Regions from separate parts of the Cricetulus griseus genome. Here region 1 is linked to region 2. Evidence: chromatin contacts called from public Hi-C data. All regions are on one chromosome and are shown on one strand. The core of a region is the stretch at or near the end of the contact, and the rest is flanking DNA. Distances in the headings are between cores, read along the strand shown.

Region 1 (4,422 bases), core at 1,063-3,562, 200 kb after region 2:
AATAAAATATGCTCACAATGGATGGAGTGTGAACAACTCCACAACTCTTAAACTTTTTCCTTTTTTCCTGTCTAGAGTCCAATACCCTGTGAACTCTTTCTTTTTCTTTGTCTAAAGTCCAGTGCTCTGTGAACTTTTTTCTTTTCCCTAACTAACGTTCAATGTTCTGTGAACTTTTTCCATTTTCTGTCTAAAGTCCAATGTTCTGTTGGTTGTAAAAATCTAAAATCAAGTTTGAAATACCACAGTCCTTGAATGTTAACTGTAAAATTTTTTGTCAAATACTGAGAAGGGGCTTTTGCCACTCATCACGGTCCATACTAGTGTCCAATTGTTCTAAATGGGTCCTTTTTTCCCAAGGAGAAAAACTGGCAAAATGAGTTCTGTGTCTCAAGTTGTGGCAAAGGGGCAAGCTGCTAATCCTCCAGTTCTTTGTCAGCTCCAGGATGAGAACTCACGGGTCTGGGAAAGTTGAGGTAGCCAGCCTGTTGAGAAACTGGAACTCTGGAACTGTCTCCTTTCCTCCTCAGATTGTAGATTCTATGACATCAAGGGTCAGGTGTTACGATAAATCTTTCCGCCAAAAGCTGCGGAGCCCCACCACCACGTGTGCATTTTATACCAGCCGCCCGCCAGAGTTAGGGCCCCAATAGTACACAAAACTTCTATTATGTACAAATGCTGCTTGGCCAATGACTAAGATTTCTCATCTGTTAGCTCAGTCTTAATTATCATAAATCTATATATTTTATAAGACTTATCGGACACCTTCCATTGGTGTCCTCCCTTGCTGGTGGATCACATCGCAAAAACTGGAGGAAGAGAGGAGGGGAAAAGGGATCACTTTCTGCTTGTCCTTGCTTAAATATGAGTCTCCTTGCTATGTCACTTCCTGCCTGGATCACCACTTCTCTACTACATTTCTCAGAATTCTCTTTGACTCCTAGTCCCGTCTAACTTGCTGCCTCATTGGCCAAACAGTACTTTAATCAACAATCAATAAGATGAACATACACAGAAGTACATTCCCCATCAGTCAGGAACACTGGTTCCATGTGTTTCACTTGAACTGGCTTGGGCAGGCTCCCACAGCTTCAGGTCCAGTTTTCCTCTGCTCCACGAATCTTACCAGATGGTCTGGCAGCCATTGAGCTTTATTATTTTTCCTGAAAGAAAGCACAGACATCCCCTCCACCCCAAACTGGGTCTTCTCCACTGTCTAGTACATGGGTGTCTCCATTTGACCTGTGTGAAAGTCGCTCCAGTTCCATCATGCCAGAATCTGTCTGCAACAGATTGCTCATTGTTATTCGCATTTAAAAAAATTTAAAATGAAGAATGCATGATTTAATGCATCACATGGAGACTGGGGACACTACTCCCCCTCTTAATTGTTTGAAGTTGCATTTTCAAGGAGCTATGAGCATGCTCCATAATCCTTTGTCCTTGGGGATTATAAGGAATACTTGTTTTGTCATCAATTTTCCATAGAGCACAAAATTGTTGACATGCCTTCCTAGTATATCCAGACCATTGTCTGTTTTTATTGCTTTTGGAACTCCCATGGAAGCAAAACATTTTAAACAATGACTTATCAAATGTTTGGTGGCTTCTCCCGTTTGTGCAGTGGCCATCAAGAAACCTGAATGCGTCTCAGTTGTCATAGCTGTTGTGATTGTCACGAGGTAGCAGCAGTCTGTTCATATCCTGAAGACACTGTTTTGCCCTGGTCCTTCCTAACCTCTGGCTCTGACCCTGCCAAGATGGCCACTTAGGACTGATGAGACAAGATACACCTATGAATCCACATTATGATTTGAAACAGTCTCTCACTGAGCCTGAAAGTCACCAAATTGGCTGGACAGTAAGACTCTTGTCTGCTCTCCCACCCAACACCCCAAGAACTAGGTTTACAGGGCCATGCCACAATGCTAGCTTACAGGCATGCTGGGGATCCAAACTCAGGACAGCATGACGGAGCAGCAAATATTTAACTTGCTAACCCTCCCTCTGAGCCTCAGGAGCCATGGATTCTTACTCTGATGTTGACGTTACTCTGGGTCTGTTTCCTCATATGAAACAGGAAATTTAAAAAGTGAAGGCATTTTAAACTTTTCTTGCAGAAATCGCAAGACTTAGAGAAACCTATGAATTAAGACGTTTTGAGACCTGTGGCTAAGTTCACAGCTAAATGATGGGGTATAGTTCTGACCACCAGCAGATAACCCAAGTGGTTGCACAGAAGCACAGACAGATCCTGTCCAGGATTGTGGGCAGCAGATATCCTTGGCGCAGCGTGAGTCATATCCGGTGTGCAAAAACATGCAAGCCAACAGGCTGCATCTCGAGGCTACTGTGGCCTCAGTCCTTCTAGAGCAGTCTCAACAATGTGGAAAGAAAGAAAATACAGAAGGAACGGTTGTCTTTTATTGTAGAGAGAACAAGAGAAATGGGATAGTCAAGCTTCAACAAATACACCGCCTACTTTTCTGCTGGTCCAGGGGTTTCTCTCTTCACTGAGGCATTTTGTGGGGTTTCTTTTAGCCCGTGCAAGGAAGGCCACATCTAAACAGCTACTTTTCTAGACCACAGAAGCTGTAAGCTTGCGTCTACCGGCCCTTGGCAATGTCCTTTGTTTAAACTGGGAGCTTCTGCGACTGCTTTTTTATTGATGAGTCAGGGACCAGCCTCAGAAACTCCAGCCCTGGATCCGGTCTTATCGCCAGGAAGCATGGCTCACTGGGATAGAGCAAGAGCGCCACCGTGTGTCTCATGTGATTACTGCAGGCTCCTCTTCGGATGTGGGTGAATTGGACCGGCTCACGTTTGGAACTAGAAAGCCGGGCAGTGGGACCAAGTGTGTCTGTGGCATCCCGAGTTGATTTCAGTAAGATTTGGTACATCACTCAGGGATCTCCAGAGACGCAGAACCAACCGGAGATTTGTGCCTCATGTGTATGTGGATTCCAGCAAACATGAAATTGGTGGGACTGGCTGGCAGGCTGCAGTGTAAGCATGAACTAGGATTACAGCTGGTTTTTTGTTTGTTTTTTTTTTTGTTGTTGTTGTTGTTTTTGTTTTTTACTTACTCGCAGATGTCTGTGTGTGGTATGTGTTATGTAAGTACAGGTGTCCGCGGAGGTCTGAGGCATCAGTTCTGGAACTGGAGCTATAGGCAATTGTAAACCAGCTGACGTGGATGCTGGGAGCCAAACTCAGGTCCACAAGAACAGTATGTTCGCATAGCCGCTGAGTCATCTCTCCGGAGGGGTGTGTGGTGTATCATTTTGAAGTAATATCACATTGTAAAAAGTGCTTCACATCAACTCGGCTTTCTTGGTGTCAGTTATAAAGCTACTGGAGAGGAAGCCACTAGATTTGTAGAGCATGACGGATAAGATGAACTAACGACTTAACAGACACTCAATAGTTTTTTGTTTGTTTGCTTAATATAAATAGGGTCAAATAAATATGAGTAGATGCGCATCCTTTTAATATTCTGAATTCATTTCCTTCAGATGTATACTGAAGAATTAATTGGCTAGATTAAATGATAGTTCGAATTTTAGTGTTTAGCTTCCCACAGTAGCTACACTGATTTACATCCCCACAATCAATATTCAGGTCTTCCATTTCTCCACATCGTTACCAGAATCTATTGTTTATTTATAACTGGAATGAGATGGAATCTTTCTGTGGTCTTGACTTTCATTCCCTCCATGGCCAGCATGATTGTTAGTCTTCGTTGTCACTGTGACTGGATTCAGAATCCCCTAGGAGACTGGTGATGCCCACACTTTGCCTGTATGAGCCTTTGCAAAGAGAGATAACCAAGCGGGATAATGAATAACGGTATTAATAGAGCCATTTCATGAGTTCAAGGCTCAGGGACAATGAGAGGGAGGAAAGAAAGGAGGAAGCTGTTACTGTTCTGGTGTTCCTCTTTCGAACACTGCAGGAACCTGGAGGCAGGAGCTGATGCAGAGGCCATGGGGGGGTGCTGCTTACTGGCTTGCTCCTCATGGCTGGCTCAGCCTGCTTTCTTATAGGACCACCTGCCCAGGTGTGGCACCACTGACAATGGGCCAGACCCTCCTCCATCAATAACTAATTAAGAGATGCCCACAATGAATTTTCTATCTTGTAGAACAAGATTAGGAGATGTTTCCTGGCCAGCCACATGAATTGCTCTGGCCTGCTGTTCCATCTCCTTGCCATGTTGATGGATTCTTTTGAAACCGTGAGCCAGTGTAAGACTTCCTTTCCTTACGGTGTTCTTGCCACGCATTTTGTCACAGTAACTGATACAACTTTAGATACTGAACACCTTTTCATACATTGATTTTTTTTTTTTTTGTCTTTTGAGAAGTGTCTGCCTAGATCAGAAGATCAGCTATCTGACTTTGATTATATTTCTTGGTT
Region 2 (4,582 bases), core at 60-2,559:
ATAGGGGGTTATGTATATTCAGGAGGGTTGCAAACCTGTATGTCGACTCTCAGGCTGGTAAAGTGTCTGGGGCATGGCGAGGCTTTAGGGTGAATAGAAGCAATGTTATTGAGCAAACTGGGTTCAGGGATTGTGTACCTCTAATGTGGGGTGCTAGGGTGAGTGAGAACCGTCCATTGCAAGACAAGCATGGTGACTCATGCCTGCAATCCAGGCACTTGGGAGTTTCAGGCTAGCCCTCGAGTCAAGATGAAAACAACACTACTATTGTTTGTCCTGTCTGTCTCTGGATATACGTACAAGTCTGTGGTAGCCTTTCTGATTCTTGACTTTGTCCCTCTTAGTGGTGCCTTTTCCTCCTTCCCTCATACTTTTTGATCCTCTAGCTTTCATCAGAAGACAAAGTGATCTGCTGAAGCCCTTTATTTTTACTTGACTCTTCACCCATGCAGTCCTGACTTGCTGCCAGTTTCCCCTGTGTCTGAGTTTTGACTTGTGTTATTTTCTTCACGCAGCCTAGGCTAGCCTTGAACTCACTGTGTAGCTGAGAATATCTTTGAATTTCTGACCCTCCTGAGTGCTGGCATTGCAAGCATTGCCAGTGTGCTTGGTTTTATGTAGTACTGGGGGTTTGAACCCAGGGCTCTGCATCTGCTAGGCAAGCACTCCACCGGAGCCACACAGCTCCTCAGCTGATAGTACTCTTCAAACTGAAGTGTCCCCGTTCTGAGCAAATTTACCTTTAGTTGGTATTTCTATAGACATTGGAATGGCAGTAGAAAGGGTTTTTTTGTTTGTTTTTTTTTTTTCCTTTTTTTGCATTAACTTGAGATTTATAGAATTTTAGGTCTGTTTGGGAGATGAGGTTTTTTTTTTTTTTTTTTTTTTTTGTGGACCAGGCAGAACACTGTACCTGCATATATAGTAAGGACTTGGAGGAAGCCAGTTATCCACTTGATGTCCCTTTATTTGACATGGTAGAGTAAAAACTTCTGGAACAGGGCCTCCACACCCCCAAGCCTGGCCCAGATCCAGGTTTCACAGTGTGCTCAGAAGACAGTCTGCAACCGTGATGGAGTCAGAGCTTGCTAGGAAGACAGAGCCCCAGCTAGCGCACTGTAAAAGCAGTGACCTCTATCCAAGGGTAAAGATAAGGCTTGGTGGATCCCACTTGCTTTTACAAAGCATTCCTGCCTCCTCCCTGAGCTCATGACTTGGCCTCCAACACCCCAGGGTGGAATGGAGCAGCAGGGGCCTACACACCAGCACCCACAGCTGGTTCCAGTTGTGTGTTCAGAGGTTACTTGTAGCTAGCCATTAACTTGTCAGATTCGCCTGGCCAGAGTCTGGAGCCGACTGTTGTGCTGGGCCATCAGCTATGACTCTCCGTTCCCCACGGGCTTCTATGCAGTCCTCTACTGTCTTAAGGATGATGTGGAGTCTTCGGTCCAGGGCCAGGAGGTGGGGTTCTGTGAGGACAGGGGCAAGCTGGTCTTCTAGGAGTGACTCCCGCATCACGTCGCTGAGTCTGTAGTCGGCCTGAGCCAGCAGCTGAAGATGCAAAAGTGTTTTCTTTTTTATCCTGATGAGACAAAGCCAGTGGAGCCAGATCAGCAAACTAAGGAAAGTAGCTTGGCCTGTACTTGTCCAGTCCCCACAAACAGCGCTTGCAGGCTGGTATTCTTGGAGATTTTATTTCCAGGGAAACACATTTCAGTGAAAGCTACATAGAAAAAGAACAGTGGGCAACTGCCTTCGTCCAATTGTGTCTAGTCAAGAGCTGCCAAGCCATTTGCGCTCTTAACGTGTGTGTGTGTGTGTGTGTGTGTGTGTGTGTGTGTGTGTGTGTGTGTGTGTGTGTGTGTGTGGTGTGTGTGTGTGTGTGTGTGTGAAAGCCACAGGGCAACTTGGACTTGGTTCTTTCTGCCATGTGAATCCTGGAGATCAACTCTGGTCCCTTTACCCATGGAGCCGAGAACTCTAGTAATTGTAATGTCACCCATGGTGGTGACAAATCATATGTGATTACTCTGACAGTCAGTGTTAACGGAGTCAAATGAAGTGGCTCTTAAAGTTTGTTTTTTAAGATTTTAAAAAAGCTTCCAGTAGGTTGATAAAGTTGTTTGTTGACTAAAAATTCAGCCTCCATCTGCCAACTTCAGGATGTGTCTCCTGTGTTAGATTCTGAAACCATAGGGATAACAAGCCACTAGGTCCATTTTGACTTTAGAGTTTTCATTTCTTTTAGACTCATGCAAGCAGCACAGCTCGCTGAGTTTTGACAAAAACAACTGCTCATCATGCCCAGGAGGAGAGATGTTTAAATGAACTTGTTTGGACCACTCTTGTGCCAAGGGAACAAATGCACTATAGTTAGGAGGGGCCTAATGTCACAAGCCTGGCTAAAATGCCAGAGATGCAGAAGTAGGTGTCCTTAGAGAAGGGGCTAGAACTGCAGTCTGACCCAGCTTACCAGACTTCAATCGATGGTGATAAAATAGCAATACTTAAGAGCAAACACGAGGGCCAGGAAAAGTGAAGGGCTGCTTATTAATACCAGATAGCATTGATATCTGCAAAAAGTGGGTGATTATCTTAGTGGGCTAAAGATTAAAGTTGGCAATTCAAAAAAGATCAGATCTTAATTTGTTTTCTGCTAAGGAGATGTCACGGGGTGGGGGTAGGGGGGCGACAGCTACACTATGGGAAGCAGGCAGCTGACATCATTCTGCCTGTGATGTCCTTGACCAGGGAAAACTGATGAAGGCTTTCATAGTTAGGTTGCAGGCAGGCTGAAATGACTGGACTGCTGCCTGCCCTTGGGACTTCACACCGTGAAAGCTTACGTGCAGCACTGTGAGAGAGGGGCGAGGATGGAGATTTCGTCCTGGGAATGTCGTCCGAACCTAGGAGAAGAAATGGGCTTCAGGCTGAGGCTGTCACATACACTCTGGATGCTCTCTTCCCTAACCCTTCTTTGAATAAGTTGGGATAAGGTGCCAGACATCATGGCAGCTGTCTCAACATTTCCCTCTTCAGTCAGGTTACAACCAGGACCCTCCTGCCTCTGCAGGCCAGCCACTGAAGCTAAGCCACGCTCTCTGCTTCTAGGAAAGTAACAAGTGAAAAGACACAGGGAATCTCAGCCTGGTTCACTGGTGGGCACTAGAGCGCTCTTACACTGGACAATCAGTGGTACTTAGCAAAGAGCAGAAGAAAAGGTTTGTGGGAAACGGCAAGATGGACACAGGTCCAGGCAGTGCAGGCCCTCCTCAGGGCCTCCAGTGTCCAAGCAGCTATAGGAAGCCTGGCTGGTGACAGGGAGAGCCCGGACATGGACACTGGGGCTTACCCTCTGGCATTATCAAGATGAATAAGGTACCCGTCATCCCCAAACTTGGTGAACATCTCATAATGATGGCGGTCCATGTTTCCTGCAATGGAGGGGAGAGATCAGAGCAAGTGTCTCAAGGCCACGGGTATGACCTGCCTTCTGGGAATGGAACACAGGAGCCTAAGCATGAATCACAACCTGCGTTTCTAGGCTTTTTACTCTATTCTCCCCCAGCCTCAGCATGGCAGCGTAGTGAGCACAACTGTGCGGTTGTGCCCCTTGTACTTATCCATGTTGGGCTTTCTCCTCCCAGACAGCCTCAAACATGCAGTATCCTTGCCGGTCACAGTGGGACCAGATGGTCGAATTCCTAGCCTGTGAAGCTGAGGCTTCGCTTTGGCCCTCTCAGTGCTACATGCTTCCCACCTTCCTACTGGCTTCCTCTCGCTGAGTGAAGGGAATGTCTAGCTTCAGATCTGATGCCGGTTTGTGGGCCTATGGCAGGGTGGTGTATCTGCCTCACCAGTGGCAGCCCCTTCCATCCCCCCATCCCCCACCTATGCCACCTCCACCCGCTTCCAAGACCAGGACATGTTTACTTGTCTCCTTGGACTACTTCCCCCCAAGTATATGGGAGATGCAGGGCTATTTCACCCCTATTGATCCAGGCTGTAATTTTGCTAAGGTCTCCCAGAAGAATCCCAGGCAAAGAGCAGAGTGTGATTCTGCCAGGTGCCCTGTGAGGGGTACCTACCGATCAGGAAGTCAAAGATGGCCATGTCGATGATGCCGAGAAGCCGGTTGCTGCTGTTGTACGGGTAGATCTGCTTTACTGTGTCACAGTAGAGGGGGTTGAGCTCCCACCTGAGGGGGAGAAGAAGTCCTGGGGCTGGAAAAGCCAAAATGCCACGGTGTTGGGGGCCCTCTTCATACCATCTCCTGCTCCCAAATCCCTGCTTCCCCCAGCCTGCCCTGGGCTAGTGGTCTCGGGATGCTAGGTGGCAGCTAGCTCTCTTCAGGAGAGCCCTGGGCAAGAGCATCTGGGAAGGGAGGTTGCAGACTCACTCCAGGTGGTGGGAAGGTTCAGAGCCCTTTGACTTTGCTGAATGCTCAGTGGAAGGCTGGGATGCCACATGTGAGAGGGTGTCACAGAGTAGGTGGTAGGAAGGCAGGCACCCACCCCTGGTTGCTCTTGTTCTTGGTCCTCCAGAACTCCTACACCACCCACCGTGACCCACAGACTGGCCT

The links. Hi-C and Micro-C count contacts between places; a contact is called where the count stands out from the background.
Region 1: a contact with region 2 is called in a Hi-C map of fibroblasts, with 5 times the contacts expected there. The contact joins two enhancer-like sites. A contact is called at or near these places in 7 of 8 Hi-C or Micro-C datasets (the CHK-Q cell line, the CHL-YN cell line, the CHO-K1 cell line and 3 more).

What each region holds. Positions count from the first base shown.
Region 1 is chr7:122,739,434-122,743,855 of CriGri-PICRH-1.0, forward strand. No RefSeq gene overlaps it. Among named protein-coding and RNA genes, the nearest start is that of Fam20a, 160 kb to the left of the region's middle. Within about 2 kb of position 2,313, at least 2 of the 6 cell types and tissues checked have open chromatin away from gene starts, as enhancers often do.
Region 2 is chr7:122,536,207-122,540,788 of CriGri-PICRH-1.0, forward strand. Fam20a (pseudokinase FAM20A) reads right to left here. Exons shown (of 11, transcript XM_027425805.2): 8 at 4,089-4,198; 9 at 3,353-3,434; 10 at 2,847-2,906; 11 at 1,318-1,582. The coding sequence ends at 1,318. Among named protein-coding and RNA genes, the nearest start is that of Prkar1a, 24 kb to the left of the region's middle. Within about 2 kb of position 1,310, at least 1 of the 6 cell types and tissues checked has open chromatin away from gene starts, as enhancers often do.